2 separate regions of the Mus musculus genome follow, and region 2 is linked to region 1. Evidence: chromatin contacts called from public promoter capture Hi-C data. All regions are on one chromosome and are shown on one strand. Each heading gives the region's core, a stretch centred on a gene start, on an enhancer-like site or on the middle of the called end of the contact. The rest is flanking DNA. Distances are from core to core; before and after follow the strand shown.

Evidence for each region. Capture Hi-C pulls out chosen DNA fragments and counts their contacts.
Region 2: a promoter capture Hi-C map of liver shows a contact between it and region 1, with 2.8 times the contacts expected there. The contact joins the promoter of Dnajc12 here to the promoter of Hk1 in region 1. A contact is called at or near these places in 1 of 39 promoter capture datasets (pre-B cells), 1 of 484 Hi-C or Micro-C datasets (CD4 T cells), 1 of 115 datasets of contacts at active chromatin or transcription factors (thymic regulatory T cells) and 2 of 9 other capture datasets (adipose tissue and liver).

What each region holds. Positions count from the first base shown.
Region 1 is chr10:62,335,702-62,341,978 of GRCm38.p6, forward strand. It overlaps Hk1 (hexokinase 1), which reads right to left and starts at 4,720. Exons shown (of 18, transcript NM_001146100.1): 1 at 4,312-4,720. The coding sequence starts at 4,374. Hk1os (hexokinase 1, opposite strand) reads left to right here and starts at 4,533. Exons shown (of 3, transcript NR_168630.1): 1 at 4,533-4,711.
Region 2 is chr10:63,380,754-63,387,976 of GRCm38.p6, forward strand. Dnajc12 (DnaJ heat shock protein family (Hsp40) member C12) reads left to right here and starts at 5,810. Exons shown (of 5, transcript NM_013888.3): 1 at 5,810-6,022. The coding sequence starts at 5,945.

The DNA of each region.
Region 1 (6,277 bases), core at 3,470-5,969:
GTTGACTGGTTGGTTTTTTAAGCCAAGGTTTCTCAATGTAGCTCTGGCTGTCCTGGAACTAGCTCTGTAGACCAGGCTGGCCTCGAACTCAGAGATCTATCTGCCTCCTCTGCCTTCTGGGTGCCGGGATTAAAGATGTGTGACATTACTGCCTGGCCATAAAATTCTTCTTAGAGTTCAATTTATTAATACTATTACTATTGATGTGAGTGCAGGCATGCTTTTGTTGAAGTCACAGGACGGCATGTGAGAGTTGGTTCTCTCCAACTGTGGGGTACAGGGATCGAACTCAGGTCCTCGGGGCTTGTGAAGTGAGCCCTTCAGCCAACCGAGTCAACTTGCCTGCCCGGTTTTCATGATTTCCTAACTCACCTCCCTAAGCAATAAGGAACAGAACTGCTCTGAAGCAGGGCCTCACAGTGTACCCTGAGCTGGCCTAGAACTCTCAAGTTTCCAGACTCAGCCTGCCACAACTTGTGGTTACAGCCGTCAGCTCCATATTTTCTTCCTCCTCCTCCCCTTCCTTTGTAGCTCTACCAGGCAGTCTGAAGAAATAAAGGGCATTTGCTTATCAATTAAAAGCCACCCAAGGCTTTTCCCTTGCTCTACCTGGCCTTCCTGGGTCCGGCCACTGGACAAATCACATCCGTTTGTTCCCTGTTGATGCAGATTGTGTGGGGCTATGGGGATCCTGCCAGAGAAAATCCACTGGTGTTTGCTGCTTGCTGTTCTGGCAAGGCTAGGGAGAAAGACATCTGGTCCTTCTTATTTCTTATACTCCTGGCTCCATTTTTCTTTCTATATTATTTTTTTTCCTACCTGCCACTGCTTCACAAGTGCTGAGATTAAAAACATACTGCATCTGGTCTTTTCTAAATTATGTCTGCATGTGCCCACCTCAAGGAGCCCCTGATGGACACTCCCTCTTGGAGCTGAAGTTACAGGAGGTTGGAAGCCACCTGGGAAGAGTATGGGAACTGAACTCGGGGACCTCTGCAAGAACAGTAGGCAGTCTCAACCACAGAGGCATCTCTCCAGCCCTTCATTTTCCTGAACAAACAGGCAGCATGCCACGCAATACTCCACCCTCCAGGTCCTTCTCGGTGACACACAATGGAGGGGGCAGGGCTATGCAGGGCGTGTTTAAGAGCCACTTGGAGGTTAAAGGGCCCTGACTTTCCCATTCTGGATAGCTGGCATCTTGTGAATGGAAGTAGTCACAAAGATGCATGCAATGTTCATTCCTCTTAAAAACCTGAGTGAAGGAAAATGTGTGCCTTATGCTTCTGTCCACCAAGTCCCCTTTTTTGTGGCACCCTTTAACCGGCACTATGCAAAAGCAGCCGGGAGCACGGGGATGTGAGCTGAGAAGTCAGAGGCTTCATCCATTTCTGCCCAGGACCTGTTCTCAAGGCTGGATTATTGCGGGCTCCCAGGCAGTGGAGGGAAATAAAACCGTCTCCCGGGTGCCTTTGTATTCTGGGCAACCCTGAAAACCTTCCCCCAACGAGATCCAATTTCCTTCCTCCTAGCTGAGAGCAAGGTCCTGTATATCACCCGAGGCATGTCTCCATAGCCCCATGGGCTGGCTCCCTGAGGCTGGAGAACTGAATCATCATGGCTGCCCACACTTAGGAGAGTCTCCACTCACTGGGTTCTCTTTAGAGTAGCACACACAGGGCCCAGCTCCACCAAAAAAAAAAAAAAAAAAAAAAAAAAAGGAGCAAGATTTGGGGACTAGCACTTCCAGGCAGCCTTTCTCATAACAGAAGTGGGGTGGGAAGGACAGGAAGCTAATAAACTGACTCATGGGAGCAAGTGACCACTGTGTGCCCTGGGAGCCTCCTAAGGACCACACCCACATATGGCAGAGCACTCTACAGGTAGAGGTGATCTCCTGGAAGCTTAAAAAGCTTCTAAGTTCTGTGTGCAGTGCAAAAGGAAGCTCTTGTTTTGTTTGTTGGTTGTTGTTGTTGTTTGGTTGGTGGGTTTGGTTTGGTTTGGCGTTTTTTGGTTGGTTGATTTTGTTGTTACTCAGTTTTTTGTTTGTTTGTTGTTTGTTTTTTGGTTTTTCGAGACAGGGTTTCTCTGTATAGCCCTGGCTGTCCTGGAACTCACTTGGTAGACCAGGCTGGCCCCGAACTCAGAAATCCGCCTGCCTCTGCCTCCCAAGTGCTGGGAGGCCACCACGCCCTGCCGTTGCTCAGTTTTTGTTTTGAGGGTTTGTATGTTTGTTTGTTTTGGCTTTTTTGTTTTTGTTTTGTTGTTGTTGTTGTTGTTGTTGTTTTTGGAGGGGGGTGGTTCCAGACAGGGTTTCTCTCTGTATTCCTGGCTGACCTGGAATTTGCCCTGTGGACCAAGCTGACCTTAAACTCACAGAGATCCACCTCTGCCTCCCAAAAGCTGGGATTAAAGGCTTGAGCCACCACCCACCGTCAGGCTGAGAGCTCATTTGTTTTTAAGGATCTCCTACACAGAACGAAATGAAAGTTTCAGTTTAGAGACCTTGCTCCAGCAAAGCTCTGGGATAGAGGTGGGGGAGGGGATATCCCAATCTCAGAGTGAGGGCTTTAGTTAGGCACCGTTTGAATCGGTGCTCAGATACCCACAGGGCCTGGGAGATGGAATGGGACGGAGGTGAATCAGGCCACTTGTAGTGGAGCGCCTTAGTCCAACTCAGCCACCGGTGGCCACCCAGCACGGTGTCAGGGAGCAGCCAGGCAGCTGGCAGCCACACAGGTGGCTGTGGGTGTGAGGCTGGAGGCTTAGTTTACAAGGTCATTGGGCCTCCACCCACCATTGCACGCCTGAGCCACAGAGGGTATCTAGAGTGGGAGAGCTGTGGACTCTTGATTCGGGAGGCCTATCCTAAGTGCACTCTGCCCTCCTATCTTCCCTTTCCATGGGATAAGCATGTCCACCGCCATGGAAGAAACTCAAGCAATTACACGTGTTGATGCATAGCTCCCTGACATCAGGTCAGGGATGGGGGTGGGGGTGGGAGATTGACAGTGAAGCCCTTCAGCACCCTATTCCTGGTCCCTATTCAGGATAAGAGCTGCATCTCCAACAGTCTTGTCTCTCAGCACCTCCCCTTCAGCTGACACCCAGGGGGAGTCTTGGTCAAGTTCTCGAGTGGGAGGAGGGTCAGAGCCCCGCCCAGACTCCACCTCTAACCAGCTGTGTGACCTTCAGGAGGTCACAGTCCCCGGTAAGACTGCTTCTGAAGGTGCAGGATGAGAAGTCTCAGGCCAGGAAAGGACAGAGCCTAGTCACTGCCGCCTCTCACCTGTAGATAGTACCTCTTGTCCCAGTGTCTGTCAGGGTGATGATGCTATTAACCTATCCTAGGGTAGGTAAGGCATACCCATAGCACAAATAAAAATGTCCTAGGTGTTTTCCTAACCAACTTAGTCTATCTCAGGAAAAAAACATCCCGTCTTACTGATGGTGGCAGAAAAGTGAGGTACATCTTTAAGACCCACCAGCAGACGGCACTTTATACTAGATGAACATCACCCCTAGGACCCAGCGTCCATGTGCAAGAACTCACAAGTCACAAGGAACGAATGCCAACCCCTCCGAGCTCTTCAAGTGACTAAAGTGTCTTATTTGAGCTCCTAGGCTGAGACTGCCTGGAAATTACAGGTTTAGAGGAAGAAAAAATTCCATTCAGACGTGCGGTTCTCGACCTGAGGCCTATGAGCAAAGTTTCCGGTGGCCTCTGCTCCCCTCCCCTCACCGGAAAGCCAGGCGGGTCACCCCGTCCTCAGAGTAAGGAGCAGCTGCAACAGCTGGGGGAGCCCAGTGACAGTTTCAGGAGGGCATCGTATTCTCCAAATGGGAACCCCAAATATGGGATGCCTGGCTTCCAGCCAGCACCCCCGCCAGCTGCTCACTCACCTCCCCAGCCTATCTCGGCGATCACACCTTCCCCGCCCACGGCGCGCGTGGACCTTTCAAAACAGGCCTATAGACAGGCCAGCTGGTCCCCACCTAGACAGGTCTCAGCCCGGCACTGCGTGCGGGTACCCATCTGACATCCATGGTCCTTTTCAAGGACACTGCAGTATGCAATCCAGCCGTGGGAGGAAGGGGGGGGGTCTTCAGCCGGCCGCCCAGCTCCTCAAACCACAAGCACGCCCGCATGCCCACAATGCCCGGGTGAATCCCAGCATGAGGCCTGTCGCCTGCACCCTGTAGTCCAACTAGATGCTGTCTAGCCGGGAGAGGCCGGGGGGAGGATGCAGGCGGTGGCGAGCGGATGCGGGAATGCAAGGCTGTGGCCAGGGCGGCGCCGGCGGGGCTCACCTTTTTGACTTGGTCATCCTTCAGCTCGGTGAAGTAATATGCCAGTAGTTGCGCGGCGATCATGTTGACGGTGGGGGATGCGGAGAAGCAGGTGTGGGGCCAGTGGCTCCTCAGTAGCCCTGGTGAGCAGTGGTCCTCCAGCGGCGGATCCGCGACTCCACCTCCTCCTCCCTTGGCTCCTCCCCCTCAGTCCCTGGGCGGGGCGTCTGCCTGCTCTCTCCAGACCTCCGAGCTCCCGTCCCCGGGAGGGTGACAACCGCCAGCCGGCCCACCTCCTCAGTCCCCATTGGCTACAAGGCGCCACTGCCGCGCTATGGCTGGGGCTTCCCAGCCAGAGCAGGAGAATGACGGCCGCTCCCTCCCGCGCCGGAAAGGAGGCATCACCCTGCACGTTCCCCACGTAAGGAGCGCGCGGTCACGCGTGGTGGCACAGTGCCAAGCCAGAGTGGGTGGGGTGTGGGACACGATCTGGAGGGGACCAGAGGACAGATCCAGGACACCACAAACTGGAGAACGCGAACGGAGCCACACCCCTTCCTCGGAGATTAGGGCTCGTCCCCCACCCCTCCCATCCTCCCTGTTGGGGAAGCACACAAGTGGGCGTGGAAAGAGAGCGGAAGCCGAAACTAGGCGGCTTCACAGATCTTGCACTGGGTCCCTGTGCCTGCCTGCCATCGAGGATCCAAAATCTAAGGATGATGCTCGGAGTCCCACCACAGCCTGTCAGAGTTCACATAGCGAAACCCAAAGCGCCTGCCCCTGTGACATCATGTAAGAGCTCATGGTCCCCGAGTGGGAATTTTGGCCTATTCCCAGCCTGTCCCGATCCTCCCACCCTTCTCTAGCTCTTGGGCATCCGGGTTCTGGGAGGTTGGGGGTACTGTTCAGGACTCAGGTTGAGGGGAAATCGTATTTGTACCTTATGACAAGTAAGAACTCTGACATACAGAAGTGGCTCTGATTCTACAGGTGAGGAGTCTGAGGCAATGCGTTACAGTTGCTGCTCAGGAGTCGGGCAGGGTTTTCTTAGCTTCAGTGCTGGTGACCTGGCCGTTGTATGCAGTGTCTCTTACTTAAGCTTCCCTTGCAGGCCATGTTCCCATGACCAGGGCTGCAGCATCTGTCCTGAGGGAACTATAGAGGCTAACTTCTAGCCCACACCTGGGGGGCTAGGAGCCCATGCCTGGAACACCCCTCAAGTACCCCAGGACCCTTCCAGCCACCACTGCCCACTGAGAAAGAGGTGGTAGACCTGATACCTCTATCCAGGACACATCCCCACCCTGCCCAATGGCAGGTGCAGATGTGTCCTCAGTCACTTCTTTACCCCTAAGATGGAGCTGTAACTACTGATGTCTACACCCCATGATTTTTGTGAAAGAGCATAAACACTTGTGTCTAACAAATTAAGTGGGAAGTACTCTCATAGAATGAACTTGGGAGCCTACAGGTTAAAGTTTGGGGGGGGGGGCGCAACCTGTATATCGCCATTTCCAGGCCCAGGGAGGGCCTAACTGTTGTATTTAAATTATTTTCCTAATAGGATCTCCCCTCAAAAAGATTAGCATTTGAGGCCCACATAAATCTCAAACTAACACACACACACACACATATGCACAGGCGAACGCTACCAACATGGCCACCAGTGTCAGGACAAAATGGTTCTTCTAAGCTGCATTCGACTCTGCAAATGTAGTTCTGCCAGCCAGCTCTCAAGGCTGGGACATCTTTGAGGATGGAGGGTTGTTTTGTTTTCTCAGAGCTCTGTAGGTTGAATGGGCCATCTCTCTGCTCCCCGTGTTAGACTCACGGCCCCCTCACTCAGCCTTCAGCTATCACTATAATCTGTCCCCATACAACCCTTACCCAACAAACCAGAATTGGGAAAAAGCTGGCCAAACTTATAGGCAGGTAGGCACCTCTGCTATCCCTTCCCCCAACCCCTGTACCAAGGTGACTCAGTACA
Region 2 (7,223 bases), core at 4,560-7,059, 1.0 Mb after region 1:
CATTCAAGGCCCTCCTTGACTCTGTGCTGAGGCAGTTTAGGATAAGTAGGACTGTACCTAAAAAGGAAGAGATGGCCAGCACTTAAAAGCACGAGCTACTCTTACAGAGGACCCAGATTTATTTCCTAGCACCCATATTATGGCTCACAACCATTAACCTCAGGTCCAGGGGATCCTACACCCTCTTCCAGCCTCTGTGGGCACTGCATGCAGATGGTACAGAGACATGCAGGCAAAACGTTCATTCACATAAAATACAAGTAAGTCTTTAAAAAACTGTAGAAACTGGGTGATATTGGCATGTGACTTTAAGCCCAGCACTCAGGAGACAAGAGGCAGGTGGACCTGTGAGTTCAAGACCAGATTGTTCCTTGATAGCCAGGGCTGTTACACAGCAAAACCCTCACAAAAAACAAAACAAAACAAAACAAAAAACTCCCAAAAGACCCCAAAACCCAAACTGAAAGAAAAGAACATAAAAGAAAAGAAAAAAAGAAAGAAAGGAAGGTAGGAAGAGAGAAAGAAAAAAAATGAATACCCATGGGTCAATTAAGGCATACCAGTTGGTGAGGCTGGAGAGTGAATTAAGAGCTCTTTCTTGTTGCTCTTGCAGAGGACCGGGTTCAATTCCCAGCCCCTATATAGCAGCTCATAGCTGGCTATATCTTCAGCCCTAAGGGGATCCCACAGCCTCTTTTGACTTTTTCAGGCAAAACATGTATACATTTAAAATAATATAAAACAAAACTGGGGTTGGGGGTGGATCTCAGTCGTAGAGCACTGTGGGATGGCTGAGGTCCGGGATCAGCCTTCAGTCACACACACCCAAGCACCGCTCCCCCTCAACCTAACGTTTTAGAACAGCTAGGTAGTGGTACATGCCCTGCTTCCGCACCCTTAACACCGTTTCGTTCCGTACTCCGTACCTAACCGTGGCATCAGCTGCTTTCACCGTCGCCCTGGTTATAAGTTGCTACTGTGGCAGCCCCCGGAGATGGAGTTGTCGCTTGGTTGGTAGGATATGCGTAGCGCTGGAATGCCTGGGTTCCGCCCCTAGCATAAATCCCTAAAGGTGGCACAGACTTGTAATCCCAGTATTGAGGATCATCCTGTGCTACACAGTGAGCTCTAGGCCAGCGTAGGCTATGCGAGACCAGTCTCCAAAACAACCAAACCACACAGAGAAATGACAACGACAACCAAACAGCTTTGAAGAATTATATATATAACTTTTCCTTTGATAGATCCTGCTCTTGGACACTGGTAACTTTGGCAGCAGAACGGAAAGGGATTGTGTCCCATTTTATAGGTGGAGGGATGGAAAGGGGGCAGTTAAAATCTGCTCGCTTCCCACTGGATTTCAGGCCAGAATGGATCAGCAAGGTCCTGAGAACTCAGTGGTGGGGACCAAGTCGGATTCAGACTAATATCACAGAACGTTGGACATGGCTCAGATTGTAAGAGTGCTTGCAAGCAAGGTTGACCATCTAGTGTGATCCACCTGAAGGTTGCCACAACACACTAAAAAACCCAAACAAACAAAAAACAAAAAAACAAAACCACCCAAATATAAACAAACGAAAATCGCAAACTCCCATCGGAACGTTCATTGGTGTCCAGATCCCGGGAAGGGAAACGGTTGCAGGTCATTTCTGGTGCTCAGGGATTGCCTTCCGGACGCCGCTGAGACTTGGAAGAATCTTAAAGGGAAGACGGGAGCTGACACCATTTGCACGGAACTTTGGGGCGCGCTCGGAGGAGACAGGTGGGAGAGGGGTGGATGTCAGTGGGTTGTGGGCTGGCCAATGTCTTGTCTGCTCTCAGAGCTTCTGAGGTTTGTAGTCACTTATTTCTAGGATCAAAGATGAATTTCACGTAAACACCCCTTTTAGCTGACACGCCTAAAAATGCTGAGGCAGGGGGATGGTCTGAAGCTAGAGAATATCCTGGATTAGCAACGTTGGCGCGGGTCTAGGACACAGACGCAAAATCTGCAGCAACTAGAGAGGCACGAGAGTCTCGGAGGCCGGAAGTTCTGGCAGTCCCCGTCGTTTCTTTTATGAAGTAGCGCTATGCCTTATGGGAGTTGTAGTCCAAGAGTGAGCCACACTTACGGGTTGGAGGAGTCTGCACGGTGTTGGACGCCACCTAGAGGTGCTGAGTCTTTCTGCATCTTAAAATCAAAGAGCTTTCAAGTCTATTAATAATTTTTTTTATGTGCGTTTTACTTATACTTTTTTTTTTTTTTTGGTTTTTCGAGACAAGGTTTCTCTGTATAGCCCTGGCTGTCCTGTTACTTATACTTTGAGATACTGTGGTCAATGGTTTGTTGTTTTGAGGCAGGATCTTCTAGCTCCAGGCCTGCATGGAACTTGCTGCAGTCCTCCTGTCTCAGCTTCACAAAAGCAAGGATTGTAGGTAGGTATGAGCAAGCCACAACACCTAGCTTTAGCGTTAGGGTTTGTTTTCTATATCTACCTCTCAGGGGCCTGCAAGATGGCTCAGCTTGTAAAGGCACTTGCCACCATACCTGAGTTTGATCTCTGGGACCCAGAAGAAGAAGGAAAAGAAGAAGGAGGAGGAGGAGGAGGAAGAGAAGGAGGAAGAGGAGAGGGGAAGGGGGAGGGGGGAAGAGGAGGAGGAGAAGGAGAAGGAAACTTTCATAGGCCCGTTCTCTGACCTCCACATTTGTATACCCATCCAAATAAATGATAAAAATATAACAAAATGGATCTATACCTCCAGAAAAGCATAAGTGCAGGTGCACATAGCTATGTAAAATAGGTGTTCAGAGAAGCCAGAGAGTTTTGAGTGTCTTCCTGTATGGATATCCGTCATTTATTTAATTTTGAGATAGGGTATCATTTTATAGCTTGGGCTAGCCTGGTATTCCGTATCCAGACCAGGATGGCCTCGAACTCAGAGATCTCCCAGTCCTCTGCCTCCCCAGTGCTAGTATTAAAGTATGGGCCACCTAGCTTCTTCTCATATTTTGAGATAGCCTCACGATGAGATGAACTTGGAGTGCACGGCTTTGGCTAGGCTGGCAAGCCATCAAGCTCCAGGGATCTGCCTGTCTCAGTACTGAGGTTAGAGACAGTTAATGGCATGGGCAATGTTATCACAGACTCTAGAATCACCAGAAAGATGTGTCTTTGGGCATGGGGGATTATCTTAATTAAATTAATTGAGGTGGGAAAACCTACCTGCCTGCTTGCTGTGGTAGCTAACACCTTGGGAGGACCCCGGACTGAATAAATGGAGAACAGGAGCTAAGAAGTACCATGTGTGGGCTGGAGAGATGGCTCAGAGGTTAGGTGTACCAACTGCTCTCCCAAAGGACCCAGGTTCAATTCCCAACACCCACATGGCGGATCAAAATTGTCCGTAACTCCAAGATCTGACACCTTCGCACAACATCCATGCAGGCGAAACACCAATGCACATAAAATAAAAAATGAATAAATTAAAAGGTTTATTTAAAAAAAATACAAATTGACAGAGATCCACCTGCCTCTGCCTCTTGAAAGCTGGGGTTAAAGGCATGCACCACCATGCCATGTATATAAATATATAATATATAAAAGTTATATATAAATTATATGTAACATAACATATATTTATAATATATATTAGCTCTCCTGTATCCTAGGCTGTTCTCAAACCTGGGATAAGATTAGATAATAGGTTTGTACCATCATACTTGGATGCTTAATCTGTTTATATTTAATTTGTATCAGTTTTTGATTTTGTTTTTTAATTTTTGAGACAGGTTTCTCTGTGTAGCCCTGGCTGTCCTGTAACTCACTTTGTAGACCAGGCTGGCCTCAAACTCAGAAATCCACCTGTCTCTGCCTCCCAAGAATTTGTATCAGTTTTAATTATGTGGCAGTGTGTGTGTACACCTTAGTGCAGATGTCCTTGGAAGCCGGGAGGTGTCGGATCTCCTGGAGCTGGAATTAGCGAGGTGCTGGGCACTGGAAACTGAACTGAAGCTCTCTGGAAGTGCAGCAAGTGCTTCTCACCGCTAGCCATCTCTTCAGTCCCTGATTTCTGAATCAATGATCTCAGGGTGCCACATGCCTTTAATCCCAGCACTTGGGAAGCAGAGGCAGGAGGGTTTCTGAGTTCGAGGCCAGCCTGGTCTACAGAGTGAGTTCTACAGAGAGTAGCCAGGGCTACACCCCGTCTCGAAGAAACCAAAACCAAAAACAGAATTAATGATCTCTTCTCAGTCTCCTCTCCTTGTCCCTTCCCACTTCCCCTGTTCTCCCTCCCCGTCCCCCTCCCCTCTCTCCTCCCCTTCTCTCCCCTCTCTCCCTTCCCTTCTCCTCCCTTCCCCTCTTCCCCTCCCCTTCCCTTTCTCCTTTCCCTAGGGCCTGGCTGGTGGCAGTCAAAAATGCTGGCCACCGGGCTACATCTACAACCGCCCCAAATTACATGCTATTTTAGACACTTGGAAAAGTATCTTTCTAATTGACCAAATCTTAAAAACTTGCTTCACATTTTCTTCTGTCTCTTAAAAAAATAGGTTAAAAAAAAAACTATCCAAGTAACAGAGGTACAATAAATTAGTAACAGTTTTACACTAAATTGTCAAAACTGACTTCCGATTAGCTAATAGGAAAAAAAAAAATCACCATGTCAATACTCAAACTCCACCGAGGCACATAGGACCTCACAGAGACTGTGAGAGCACACACAGGCCTGTCCGTGTTCAAGCCAGATGAGGTCCCAGCACTGAGAGGGGAAGTAGAGATGGCCTCCCATCCCTAACCAACAAGCCATCTTCAGTTGATATCATCAAGGAAAAAGTAGTTCTCTGTAGCGGGGTCTCACTGGGTATATTAGGCACACTTAAGGGTGGGCTCCGTGCCCAGCAGGAAACGGGTAACACAGAACAAACTCAATGGTATTTTTTAAAAAAGATTTATTTATTTATTATATGTAAGTACACTGTAGCTGTATTCAGACACACCAGAAGAGGGCATCAGATCTCATTATGGATGGTTATGAGCCACCATGTGGTTGCTGACAATGGTATTTTTTAAAGCCTTTTTGTTTTATATTGCATAAAAAAAAATTACTGGCCTTCTGCTGGTATGTTATGGTTTCCCAGTTTGTGTTTTTAATTTTTTTTAAAGATTAATTCATTCATTTTATATATGTGAGTACACTGTAGCTGTCTTCAGACACATCAGAAGAGGGAGGGCATCAGATCCCATTACAGATGGTTGTGAGCCACCATGTGGTTGCTGGGAATTGAACTCAGGACCTTTGGAAGAGTAGTCAGTGCTCTTAACCGCTGAGCCATGTCTCCAGCCCGTGTTTTTAATTTTATAGATTTTGTTTGCATGTGTTTCTTCCATTATTTTTCTCTAAATTCTTTTATTTTAGTTTTTAAAATTTGTTTTCTAACGAGAGAAGGGGGAAAAAAAAAGGCGAGATGTTGGGTGAGTGAAGGAGAGGGGAGGATCTGGGAGGAGTTGGGACCGGGGAACCATAATCAGAATATATATTGTATGAAACAAATTTTTTCAATGAAAGCAAAAAGTAAAGAGCAAACCAAACCAAACCAAAACAACATCAACGACAAACAATAGCATCACCAGCAGCAGCAGCAGCAGCAGCAGCAGCAGCAGCAGCAGCAGCAGCAGCAGCAGCAGCAACAACAACAACAACAACAACAACAACAACAACAAAACACAACAGCAACAAAAAACCCAACAGCAACAACAAACCCCAAACTACAGATCCCAGCAGCCCCGCATGGCAGGCTCGATCCTGGGCAAACAGCCAATGAGAAGCTGTGTTTGCAAAGGGCTGGCTTGACGTCTGGGTGCTCGCTGGTTTGGAAAGTCCTGCTGAAATGTAAAGAGCTTTGCTGTCGCCCCGGAGCTCACAGTGTCGGTGGCGTCGGAGAGGACTGACTCATCCGCTGTAAATGGACGCGATACTGAACTACAGGCCGGAGGGCAGCGAGGACTACTACGCCTTGCTGGGATGCGATGAGCTCTCCTCGGTAAGCAGGGTTGCAGGTTCTCACCAGGTCGCCTTTGAGATCAGCCACGTCTCCTGGAACTCCAACCTCGTACCATTTGGAAGGAGTTTCGGCTCGGAGAAAGTGAAGGATTAAAATGCTTGCTGGTTAATTTGAGGAAAGGACTCCGAACTTCAAAGTATTAGCTGGGAGAGGGACCACATACAGTTTTTATTTATTTAGAGCAGCGGTTCTCAACCTGTGGGTTGCTACGGACTTGGGGTCGCATATCAGATATCCTGCACATCAAATATTTTTAATTACAATTCATAAACGCAGCAAAATTACAGTTATGAAGTAGCAACGAAATAATTTTATGGTTGGGGGTTACCGCAACGTGAGGAACTGTACTAAAGAGTCGCAGCATTAGGAAGGTTGAGAGCCACTGCCTAAGTAAAGGCTGCGATTTAGAGCTCAGGAGGCGGGGCCCCCTGTCTGTAGTCTCCTCGTTCAGAGAAAGTCTCATGGATTTTATAGTACCATTATAACCTCAAATGGTATTAAATACCATTATAATTTCAAATCAAATCAAGTTAGATGTCATATCTGGTGGGAGATTTTTCTTTTAAAGAAAGTAATGCTTCCCTTAGACATCATATACTTGAGACAAATGTGTTATTCTTTTTTTTTTCGAGACAGGGTTTGTCTGTATAGCCCTGGCTGTTCTGGAACTCACTTTATAGACCAGGCTGGCCTCGAACTCAGGAATCCGCCTGCCTCTGCCTCCCGAGTGCTGGGATTAAAGGCGTGAGCCACCACGCCCAGCCAAATGTGTTATTCTTTTAAAGACTTATTATTTTTGTTTTATGTGCATGCATGCATGCCTGTATGTATATATGTATGTGCATTTGGGTTCTATTTGGCTGAGTAGGGATACTTACTCTGTCATATAGCCTGCATTACTTTTTTGTTTGTTTTGTTTTGTTTTTGTTTTTGAGACAGAGTTGGCTTGGAACTCACCATCTCAGCATGTAGATCAAGTTGGCCATGGTTCACAGACATAACTTGCCTCTGCCTCATAGGTGATGGGATTAAAGGCATGTGCCACCATGCTTAGCCACAAAGCCAATTTTTTTTTAAACATCGATAGTTATAATTAGTTTAAAGAAATATCCTACTACACATACATTTTTATTTAAAAATTATGTTTTATTCGTTGAACCTTTGTATGTTGGGTTGGACC